2 separate regions of the Dromaius novaehollandiae genome follow, and region 2 is linked to region 1. A link is a contact called in public Hi-C data. All regions are on one chromosome and are shown on one strand. Each heading gives the region's core, a stretch centred on a gene start, on an enhancer-like site or on the middle of the called end of the contact. The rest is flanking DNA. Distances are from core to core; before and after follow the strand shown. Region 1 overlaps WWTR1 (WW domain containing transcription regulator 1). Region 2 holds the start of WWTR1 (WW domain containing transcription regulator 1).

The links. A called contact is a pair of places that touch in the nucleus more often than the background predicts.
Region 2: a contact with region 1 is called in a Hi-C map of liver, with 3 times the contacts expected there. The contact joins the promoter of WWTR1 here to the enhancer-like site in region 1.

What each region holds. Positions count from the first base shown.
Region 1 is chr9:784,726-790,957 of bDroNov1.hap1, forward strand. All of the region lies in intron 2 of WWTR1 (WW domain containing transcription regulator 1), which reads right to left. Among named protein-coding and RNA genes, the nearest start is that of TM4SF4, 39 kb to the left of the region's middle. Within about 2 kb of position 4,601, at least 2 of the 2 cell types and tissues checked have open chromatin away from gene starts, as enhancers often do.
Region 2 is chr9:836,768-842,792 of bDroNov1.hap1, forward strand. WWTR1 (WW domain containing transcription regulator 1) reads right to left here and starts at 4,234. Exons shown (of 6, transcript XM_064516443.1): 1 at 3,542-4,234. The coding sequence starts at 3,945. It overlaps LOC135329144 (a long non-coding RNA gene), which reads left to right and starts at 3,774. Exons shown (of 5, transcript XR_010390363.1): 1 at 3,774-3,891; 2 at 5,371-5,450.

The DNA of each region.
Region 1 (6,232 bases), core at 3,351-5,850:
CGCTACAGCACGCGCACGCGTCCTGCGCAGGACAGCCCGGCCCGGCGCGGGCGGCAGCCCCACGGGCACCGGGGAGCCCTGCCCGCACCTCCCGGGGCCCCAGCTCCAGCTGGGAGAGCTCCACGGCACGAGTCCCGAGGGCAGACAAGACCGCGGCACCCAGCAGGGACTGCGGACAGAAAGTGGCACTACCCTAGCGAAACGCCTTCACGGGCCCGGGGAAACCTCACCGAACCCCCCAGGAAAACGAACGAGACAGTAACAGCCAGGGCTGCAGGGCAAAGCAAGAATACCACATTCGGCTGCGGGTACCCCGAAGTAAGGGAGAGACAGGCTGAGAACGTAGTCTGGTGCGCTGAAGGGAGTGACAGAGATGCCCCGACTGTCCACAACAGTCGGAAGACTGTGAGAACAGAACCACTTCAAGATTTTGGTGCCACAGACACCCTCGGGCAGCTCCGAGCGTTGTCTACATGCAGTGACTACAGGGATCGGTCATCTGCAGTGGAGAGGTTTGCAGCTGCACAAGCAATTACAGTACTTTTGACATTAAGGAATCCAAGGATGCTCGGGTCCCCGTGCTCCTGATTTACCCCAGACGAGTGCTCTTCCTCTCGTGGCACTAAGAACAGCGTCCAGCACCGATGCTCTCCAGACAGGCCAGCAGTGAAACACTCAAATTTGAAGGCAACGACATATTATTCAGAGGGTAGATTAGTTTTATTATTTATGCAGATCGGTACTAGCTGTATCTAACAGACCTGGACAGTCCTGTGCTGAGTCCAGGGCCAGCCAGGGCTCACGAGTAACTGCATTACCTGTAGGTCACGCAAAGCCTGTGCTCATAAATCCTTCTGGACCCTGTGGAAAGCACGCAGACGCACCGAAGCGTCTCTGCAAGTGCTCCCAGAACCAGCCGTTCTGTCAGTACAGCACAGACACGCCAGCGTGCCATCCTACACGACTTCTCCAGAGGCACTTTGGTCCTTCAGGGGCACGTGCGGTCTGACCCCCAAGCTAGGCCTCCTTCGGCTCACGGACTGCAGTGCAGAGACATCCACTCCATTTTGTGGGATCGTAATAGCACCAGCTTTGAGAGGATCGCACCACACCCGGGCTGGACCGTCACACAGCTCCAGATTTGCGGTTCTCTGCATGATGCTCCTAAGACAACAAGAGAGAGGACTACCCTGGCTGAATGCCGACAGGCTTACACTGAAAACAGAAGTTTCCTACATCAACAGATACTGATTTCTGAGAAAAATCAGAAGACCTAAAGAAATGTCCAGGTCAAAAAACATGAAGAACATCTACCAGTGATGAATGATCTTTCCAGGATCCCTGCAAACCTAGCGGCAACGTGAAGCAGAGGACGCGCTCTAGGGAAATGTGGCGATGTCCCAGACAGGGCCAGAGGAAACAGTCAGACACGGGCATTGCCAGTGCTAATGCGAAACCCACGGCACACTTATTCCTCGTAAATGAAAACTCTTACAGTTCTGTAATCTTAAAATCTTACAGTTTTGCAGAGCATTAAAGCTACTGAATAGTGCTTCAGAAAACCTAAGGCAGTGCTGCTGCACCAGCTGCAGCCAAAAGCGACAAAGAAAGGGGAAAAGGGACTTTTGGACGAACCGAACAATTCCATTAGGAAGGCAGCTGGATACGAAGTTTTGAGATGCTTCGCGAAAATCTGTTCAAGTGCTGCGCAGAACATCTGAGCATACAGAGCAAATCCAGCAATCCGGAGTTTACCACGCACGGTACTTCGATTTACAGCGAATGTGCAGCAAGTCCATCCGTGGCTTTTGGAAATTACAGTCCTACCGCACGAGAGCACAGTGACCGCACAGCACTTGTGCAGCAAACGAAACGCTTCGTAAAGTGCTGGGCTGCCGATTCTGCCTATTCACATGCAGTACAACTGATCTGACGTGCTTTTCGGTACCTTTCAAACAGGATGCCAGAAACTAGTAACTTCAAACAAACGTAAAACAACAACAACAACACCCTTTATATGACACCAGAATAAAGTCTGGGTGAAGAACAAAGCCACACCTGAGGACACCTGGACACACCACAGCACCGCTGAGCTAGCTTCTCTGCTGGAGAGGAGACTGTAGATGCTGTCTAACACCTAAAACTTCCTGACTGCACGGGGAGACTATGCCAAGGTACACGTGGAAACAAGCAAAAATACTAGTGAACGATTTGTGTTTCTCTACATATGAAAAACTACCTCATGCCAAACAAATCTTCTTTATTATAGAAGTCACCTTTATACACTGTAAAGTCAAAGGCTCTGCTTACATTGGTCCTATGTATGCTTCTTGATATCTTATGACAGAAAATATGATCATCTTTTTTCACTGTGGCAAAAAAAATTATGGAAGTTCCCAACGTATTAGTCCTGGAATAATATATTTAGTACGGCTGGACCGTCCACAAAATAAATGAAATCCAAAGTTCAGATTTGCTGGAAGCCCTTTTTGTGACCTGTTTTTTGTTGAACATCATCATACACTTTTACCAAATCTATGCCAGCAAAACTGACATTGAGGTTTACAAATCCACACAGATTAAAGACTACTCTGAATAGGACAATTCCAAAAGTATGTCTCGATAGAATATTTGATTCTTGCTATTATTAAACTCTAGTTTATACAGTAATTGGTAATTAAGTATGCTTTCATAGATAACTACCTGCATCTTTCCGGATTTTTTAACAGAATCAATGCCATTAAAAGCTATGGTCACATCTGTATGATATAAATACAGTTCTGCCAATACTTCTGATCACTAAGATGATCTCCCTCTTTTTTCTCCCCCCTACTCCCCTCCACTTGTTCTGTGTGTGCACAACACCATATTAGTGTTTCCAGCTAGTTCCTACCCCGCCAGGGAATCTACTTGGGCAAAAACCAGCATCCAGGCAGAAATCCAGCCTCCTCAGAAGGGGTGTGGAAAGGTAGGATCATATGGTTTTTACAGGACCAAGAGTTATCACTGCTTTTCCCTTTTTTCTCTGCAAGTTCTTCAAACAACAAGAAAGAAATATACTTTTGGGGTAGAAGGTAGGTAGCTTTTCCTAAAGGTAGAGCTATGAAAAAATGCAGAGGGGAATAAATATACCGCCTGGAACACCTTTAAACACATTTGATATGGCTGATACAGGCTAGATTTCAAATGAACAGTGGATCTTTAAATAGACTATTTGGAATGAAAAGAATCCCAATAATGCAAAACTATCTCTGTGCTACATATGCAAGTTTACTCTGAGAAAAGTCTTTTACCTAACTGGGTTTGATGCTGTACTTTTCCTGGAACTACCCCAAACTGTTACTGACTCTCTCTGACCACTCCTGACTGAGCCACGGAGCTGGACACGTTACGGTGAGGCTGTTCTGGCACGCAGCCGGTATCGCTGTGTCCCCTTGACTTCCCCGGGCTCCCTCGGGAAGTCTCACGTCGACTCCAGCGAGCACCTTCGCAGAACGGCGGCACTCTGCAAAGTCTGCTCCTTACGGTATAACCATACGGCACACCCGTCACCATATTTACTTGACTTTATCAATGCCTGCTATTATCTATATTTGAATTCCGAATTTATATCTCAATACTGTGAGGAGCACAACAGAATTTGGGTTGGAAAGAAAAACCTGCCGTTGGCGTTCCAGCCAGACTACCCGGTATGAATGCCAACCACAGCTCAGCGACACCCGCCCAACAAACTGGTGACGCTTTAACGACCCTTTTCAGCCTGTTTCTCAGGTGAACCTTAAGACCTGAGGGCTGCTTCTGAGAGGTCCAAAGGTAACCGAGAAAAGGCAACTGATCTCCAGTAAGCTCGGATTCACCAGGCAGGGTTCGGCACCCCCCGGGAACATTTCTAAGGTTCTGCAAACAAACGGAAAACCCCAAAAGCTCAAACTCACCTCTGTATAGTAAAGGAGATAAGATGGGACTTAGCAACTGAAAAGCATTCATCCTTCTAGCAGACAGATTCAAGGCGGCATTTATAATTCAGTTCTCTTGTAGGAAACAAATTTGTTCTGCAAAATGAAGCAAGACTCTTCAATGAACAGCTGTTGCACAATTTTTCAGCTCAAATGAAAGTGAGTAAAAATGTGGAGCTAAGATCAAATCTAGAGTATGCAGCCAGTCTCATTACAGTTTTACAGTCCATGGAATTACCACCATTTAGTTCACCTCTAAAGTTGGACCTAGGTAAATTTCTTTTAACAGTTAGACAAGCAATGAATGAATTTTTTACTGCTTTTCTTTATTTTTAAAGTAATAATATTCTAGTGAATTAGGCTTTCTGATATCGTAGGAGACCTTTCTGTTGATTGCTTTGCTGGATATACACTAAGCAAGGATTACTCTGTGGGCAAGAGGATCTGCGAGTTGCAGAAGCCAGAACAGGCAGGTGTAAATTGTTTCTGACATATGTGCTGAACTGATAGTACCAGCTTTTATTATTTTAGCATCAGAAGTGCCTGGGTGCAGCTGTGGGTCTTTTTCTCTACTCTGCCTATAGGCAGGGCAGTGCCTAATCCGTAGGAACTGGCCAGCATCAGGTGTCACGCAGCACAGTCTGATGAAAAACACATGTCTACAGAGGTTTTTAAAAAAACAAAAAACCCAGCCATATTACAGTTTTGACTTAGTCACGACATTGTGAAGAAAAAAGGACTAGGCTCCCCTCCTTCTCTCTCTCTGCTTCTGCCAACAAAGAACTGCTTGTTTCACTTATTTCCCAGAAACAGCATTAGCCTTCCAACGAGGTCAGCAAAAAATGCTGCTTTTCAGTTCGGGTGCATTTTGTTCCAAAAATCTGTAAAGCATTAAACCAAAAAGTTGTACTATCCCAGTGCACAGAGAGTCCTTTATTCAGATTTCTAGGCTGAAAATAGCTATACAGAGATTTCTCAACAGTTTCAACTGGTAAGTTCTACGATATGCACATTTAACTAAAGTTTCCTGTCTTCAATGCTTCAAGCCTAAAAAAAAAAAAAACCCAACCCTGCAGGTGCAGCATCAAAGCTCTGAATTAGCAGAAAATTGTTTAAAAGATTAGAGATTTACTCTGCAGGCACTTAGATCTCTTCCTTTTAAGAATATTAATTTAAGAACTGAATAAACAACAATGAACAAACTACAGTGGGGGCTGCCTGAAAGGAGCAACAGCTTAAATGCTAATGACCAATTACTGATGACCATTATTATTTAAAATAATTATTATATGTTGTTTACTTTTAATTGTCTTGTGGAGTCTTTAGCTTTTGCATTTCATTCACTTGGAAACTATGCAAATGACATTCCACTCTCGGGCTAGCACATGCTCGGTTGTTAACCTTGAAGGGAAATGCTTACACCAACAGGAACTTCTTTGCAATTAAAAATCACCGGATTTTGAAAAAATACCAACATCTCTTTTGAACACATCGACCTTTAATATTTCAGATTTACTAGACAGTAAGTTGCTGGCCTAAAGGTGTTCTTGGTGACACCTGGATTTAATCTACTTGCTACTGAAGTTAGTGCCTGTTAGTCTCTACAGCTGATACTGACCGCCCTTAAAACATGAACAAATTACTCCATTTGAAGTCTACCTCATAAATCACTTTTTGGAGGTTTTAATTGCAAATAATCAAAATACATTCTTTCCCAAAGCTGTGTGGTAAAACCTTCATTCCCACAGAACGTGCAGATCCTCCCCACCGGTTCCAGCTCTCCTGTAAGTCTTATTTCATTAACCAGAAACAGGTCCCAAAATGATTCACGTTGACCACATCTGAACTGTGTCAGGTCCTTTCAGGATATCCAGTAATTAAATATGACCTGTAACAGGAAGCCTATCCACTGTGCAAGTGGTGTGTGGATATGGGTTACAGGTGGGGAAAAATGTGTCCCTCTCAGTATTATGTATTTCTACCCAAAATTCCAGCCAAAGCAAACCAAGTCTCACAAAGTCTAGACCATTCCATGTATGCTAGTTATCACTAAAACACATACTGCCTATTTTTAAACACCTTGGGAGTTTGTGTGGTCTTATCTCCGGGGGCTCACTTTGACACTGCAGCTAAAACTGCATTTTATCATCGTCAAACAATAGCAGCTACACCTCTTTTATCATGGCAGGATGTGGAAACTTTGGTTCATGTGTTTATTGCTCTTAGACAGGATTACTGCAACTTTTTATTGGTTGGATTTCCTGGCTGATTAAAAA
Region 2 (6,025 bases), core at 2,984-5,483, 52 kb after region 1:
ACATCGTGTTGATCCCATGTAAGCAGAAAGATAAAAGCTAATTCTCAGTTGCACAAAAGTCAGAGAAGTTGCTGTGGATTTATAACAGCATCGTTAGAACAGAATTTGAACTACAGACCCCAGTTAAAGGAGCAATCAGATGGCACCCGGATGCTGTTAATCGGAGCCTGCAGGTTTAGTTTAGATGTGTACATTCCAAACCTAGAACTCCCTCACGTCTCTCAAATGAGTTCGGAAGCTATATGCATAGGCGCTACCGCCGCGATCCCAGCAAACAGACCTCAGCACTGTATCACAGCTTCCCCATCTGTTATGAACTCGGTTAAACAGTAAAGGCATACATTAATCCCAGAGAGAAGTCATTAGCAGTAATACATCTCCAACGGGACTGCGCACTGTAACTTCTTTTTAGCAAGCGGGAGCACAGGCGAGGGGAGCAGCCACGGGACCACCACGTTCCGGCCCAGCAACCGCTGGAGACGGGAAACGGTGCCAAGCCCTCAGCGCGCGTGAAACGCCCCGAACGCCAGACGCTTTCACCAACGCATCTCCTAACACACAACACTAAACACACCGAAGAGGTGCGGCCTCTTGCCTTGCGCCATTTTTTTACAGCGTAAAACCAAAGCTACATGGATGCGATCCCCACTTAATACTACGTGCGTTGTGTCCATCCGCGGTTGGTCACAAACGCTGGACCAATACTGCGAAGCAGGTTAGCACAAAGGTGTTAATTTTTCCCCACACTTTTATCGGAGCTTAGCAGAGTGTCCCCTGCACTGTCCCCCCCATCTTCCGCTTAGTTACGTGACTACATTTCTGAGGCAGAACATATCCCTGTTCTGAATACTGCACGGCATAAGCACAACTGCAATATTGGACAGTTGCGATCCCTACAGAACACAACTGTTTTCATAGAAATGCAGCACTGGGAAATCGCTCAAACAGTTTAACTGTCAATATTATTTGTTTTGTCCTTTTCAGAAAAAAAGTACTTTCATGGTATTTATACTCCTTTTCTTCACCACATTCTGCTGAACCTGTTTGGTAATACAAAACTGACCATGTCTTAGAGCAAACTTATCCACCAGCAGAAACCGGTGGGAAAAACTTGGGGCATGTCAAGTAAACCACGTGCTAAAAGTGATCAGCCTGCTTTCACCCTGAACAGGCTTTTACTGGCAAATACGTCCTCAGGTGGCAAATGTTTACTGTAACATTTTTAAAAATCACTGTGATAAAGGTAGCGGCAGCAACAAGTTTCACAGATCCGTTCAGTGCAAACACCCTATTCTCTATGCACACGTTTACCTCCCGGAACGAAATCGGAGTCTGATCGGAAGCACCGCACGCACATCGAGAAAACACTAAAACCTTAGACCTCTTCTGAAATACGAGGCTGCAGCACCTAAAACCAAACTGGCAGAAAGTAATACTTGAAAAATTCTTATTACAGCATATGTGTACACAGTTCAGCATGTGGATCGATACGCAACTGATATTCCCACTCACCAATGTAAGAGCTACACAAGGCATTTTGCCTGTCTTTCCAGAAATCCTTTTTATCAGAAATAAATCACACTTAAACTTTTTTTTCACACATGCACACACAGAAGAATGCTTTAGATAACAGTGCTGTGAGTGAGCGCGTGTTTATTAGTCTGTTTTCCATCCCCCACTTCTGTGGTTTGGTATTTAATTACAGGGTGGAGTGGTCCCGAGGCTACTTATGTTTCTTCCAGTCACAGCCAGAAAACTTCTGCAGGAACTGACATGCGAGACGTGATTCCTGCAAGTTATGGCTGGTTCCTGGTCAGCGAGGCTAACGCACGCCCACTGCGAGCCCCATCACTACTTTCGTTTAGTAACTCCTGGCAATACATTTAAATAAAACAAACTGCGTTTTAAACCTCTACAGCTCATAAAGGCTTTAATACCATTTAGTTTTTTGCTATTTGCTCTCCACCTCCTTCTCGATTTTCTTTTGCCAGTGACTGTGCACATGCACCTAGCATTAAGATGAAAAGAAACAGTGCCTTTTTTGACAGGCAGCCCTCAGATAGACATAAATGTGACCTTACAGGCCAGGTTTGACCAACCAGCGTTTTTAAATGAATCATCTGACTTAAACACTTCATATTATTTTACATAGTTTTAAATGCTGCTTTCCATGAACAATATTAAATTTCTGTAGAAAATGCTATTTTCACCTGAAAAAGTTACATCACAGCAAAATATTATAATTCATATATGATCATTTTATAGCTGAGTAGTACCTCCAAAAAATATTACTGAGTAATAAGGAAATAATTTATTCCACTTAGTTATTACAGAAATTTTAAAAAAAGTTCTGTGGGATAACTAAAACTGGATAAACAAAACAGACTGCTTTAGGTAACAAATTGCACACACAATGAAGACTGTGTTTTATATAAAAAAGCATATTGTTAATCAGAATACACTACTTTTACGAGACATTAAAAAAGCAGAATAAAACTAGATTCACAAAATAAAAGTTTCTCAGAACTTTCAGTGATTTTATTATTGTTGATGTGATTTGGGAAAAATATAAGAGACACTTCTGGGTTCTACCCGCAGCTCTTTGAATAGGAGACCCACGTTTTTGGCCCAAGCGACAAGAATCCACCAGAGCCTGGTGAGAGGGAAAGGCCGCTATGTCAGAAATGCGTGACGGTAACGCTGAAGCCACGGGGCTCGTTCTGATACTAACCAAAAGCCAACTGGCAGGCAAAAGTCACGCCACGTCGTTTTCAGCCAGCCTGCAAACTCCCACCGGCCAAGCCCCGGCAAGCAGCCGCGGGCAACGCGTGTCCGCGCGTGGCGGTACACTGCTCCCACCGGCCTCCTCTTCCCCGCCCCGCCCGCCCCCGCGACGGCGGCGCGGCGCAACCAGTCCCCCGGCTCGGGCCGCCGAGCGGGGCGGCGGGCAGGCGGCGAGGCGGAGCCCCGGCGGGTGCCCGCGCAGGGCGGCAAGGGCCGGCCAAGGGGAAGGGGCTGCGCGCTCTGCTGCGGCCCGCACGCGCGGCACAGCCCCAACCGCTCCCCGCGGAGCCCAAAGCCCGGCGGCAACAAAAGCGTTACGAAGTGCGGCGAACCGCGCACTCGCCGGTTTTTCTAAGCAGGAAGCGTCACAGACGGCTGAACACGAACTGCCAGTACTGCTGACTCTCCTCTCCCCGGGAGGGGGTCAACGACGCCCCGCGCTCCCTCGCCGCGCTCAGGCGGAGGCTCCGCGAGCAGACCCCGCGCTGCTGAGTGCCTGCCAGCGCGGCACGGGCACGGGCACGGGCACGGGCCGCTCAACCCACCCGGCGCCCGCAGCGCGGGGACGGACCCCAAGCCAGGCATGCTGCCCCCCGCCCGCCACCGCGGCCAGTGACAACCCTGAGGGGTCTCCAGGCCCGCCGCTCCGCTCCGCTCCGCTCCGGGCCGCCCCGCCGTGGGCCGTGGAACCGCCGCCCCGTGTCCCCCCCCCCCCCGTCCCCGTCCCCGTCCCCGTCGCGGCGGGGCCGCCACTCACTTGAGGAAGTAGCGCTGCCCCGTGTGCGTGAGCGCCATCTCCCAGCCGGGCGGCAGCGGCAGCTCGTCCGTCACGTCGTAGGAGCGCTGCCGCAGGTGCGCGTGCTGCGGAGCGGCCCCCCCGCCCGCCGCCGCGCCCGCGCCCACCAGCGAGGCGGGCGAGGAGTGGGAGCGGACGTGCTGCGCGGCGGCGGGCCGGGGCGGCGGGCCGCCCGAGTCCGTGCTGGACTGCCGCGAGTGCGCGCCCGAGTCGGGCTCCCTGAAGAAGGACTCGGGCAGGATCTTCTTCCTCCAGGAGCTGGGCCGGGGGTTCATGACGGCGTTGAACAGCGCCTCCAGCTCCGTGTCCAGGTCCTGCGTGACGTGGATCACCTGCTGCCCCGGCGGCGGCGGCGCGGGGTTCATCGTCCCCCCCTCCGCCGCGGCGGTGGCGGGCGCGGGCGCTGCCGGGGCCGGGGCCGGGGCCGGGGCCGGGGCCGCCGCCGAGGACGCGCCGTCGGTGCCCGGGAGCAGTGCCGCTCTGGCGGAGCGGGCGGAGCGGGCAGTGCCTCCGCGCCCGCCGGCAGCGCCGTGTCCCGGCGCAGGGGCGGGCGGGTCAGCCCCGGGCAGCGCGGCGCCCTCCCCCGGGCCGCGCCGCGCCGCGCCGGGCAGCGGCGGGCCGAGGGCCGGGCCGCGCCGGCCGCCCCCGCCCCGCCCCGCTCCGCCCCGCCCCGCCCCGCCCGCAGTTATGCAACTGCCACGGAAACTTGGGAGCCGCCGCGGGCGGTGCGGGGCTCTGCGAGCCGGGCGGGGGGGGCGGCTTCCCCTCACAGCCCTCCCCGCGCGGGGGGGGGGAGGCGGGTGTCTCCCCTCAGAGCGCTGCGCGCCCGCGGCCTGCGCGCGCCTCGCCTCCCCTCGCCTCCCCTCGCCTCCCCTCGCCTCACGGCGCCCCGGGCGCGAAGCGGCCGCTGCGGCCTGTCCCGGCCCGCCGAGCCGAGCCGAGCCGAGCCGAGCCGAGCGGGGCGGCCTCAGCCTCAGCCTCGGCCTCGGCGCCTTCCTGCCGGGCCCGGGGGTCGCGGGGCCGCTCGGGAGCCCGGGGCGTTTTCTCTGCTGACACCGCTGAGAGGATTTCTGCCCGCGTAATTAGCTTTGGGTTTAAACCGTTTTTCAGGGAACTCGGAGATAATGTCATTAACTTTTGGAAGCACAGTGATGCTTCCTGCACGTATCACAGCATTTCCACGGCACAATGTAGTGATCCCGTGGCCATGAGGGCCCCGTAATGGGGGAAAGGAAGGAAACGAGCACGCTAACGTGGGCTGCAGCTCTCTTGTGGTGCTCGGGAAAGGGCTCAGCCCTTCCTGGACTGGTGGGAGTTTAGTACAGAGCCTTATCGTGGCTCTCCACGACTTGCCACCCACAGGTGGTATTTCAAATACAGCCCCAGTATTTTTTGGATCTGCCCTGACCTCCTGTCTGCAGTCACGTGCCTTCCCTTTAGCCTAAACTAGAAACCATAGCTGTCACCAGAGTGTGTTCCTGTGGCTCTCTATAAGTTAAACTTAATTCATGCAAATTCAGTTCCTTTTAAATCTTTTGTAATCACATGGAAAATTGGGGGGGGGGGTCACTTGGAATGAGTTATGAATGGTGCTGTTGTGATCCCAAATTTGCTAAAATTCACTAGCTCCATCTGTAAGGAATAATACTGTTCACTTCCCAACTTAGAGATTGCTTTTTACTGTGGGAAGCATGCAGTGTCTTTGTGGCTGTATACATACAGATATTACACATTCAAAATACAAACACATCCTTATTTTAGTAATATGTTTCTTCATTTTATTTCTGCAGTTTGGACAGACTGCAGGCTGTGCTGATTGATCAGAATACATCCTCCTCACTAACCAGAATCTACGTTAGAAAAGTCTCAGGTAACTCATTTTTTCTCATCTGTTGCTTATTTCTTGCCTTAGGAAGAAACATGACCTATTCTGAACTTCATTTGGCTTCTCCAACTTGAAACTAGGACCTGTCTCCTGAACAGTCCTTGTCCCTTGATTAGCGTTACATTTTGGGTTAGCACTGTAGATTCCGAGATTCACAGTTTAAGTCTGTACATGGGTTCTGTGTTAGACTTAGGTCTAGGAGACAGGAGTTGCTCTTGCTTGTGCATTTCCTGATTTCCTTGCTTCAACAAGTATGCTGTCATTTGTTTATTTTTCCTTACACTTCCTGTTCCACTGGCTAGGCAGATCTCCTTCGTGTATTTTTTGCCACATCTGCTGTATTTCGGATCAGGAAACACAGTACTCCTGAGACTTGTTTACGCTTCCCTTCCCTGAGAATTTTCCCTGCTATCTTTTGTACCATTCTTCTACTACTTCCTTACGAGGTCACTTGCTAGCATTTTTACTAGCTCAGACAGCTGTGCTAATTACAGCACCTGCTTCAGGGTTTTGCAGATATTACATATAATTTTTTTTGCAGTTTCCTTGTTTAAAATCCT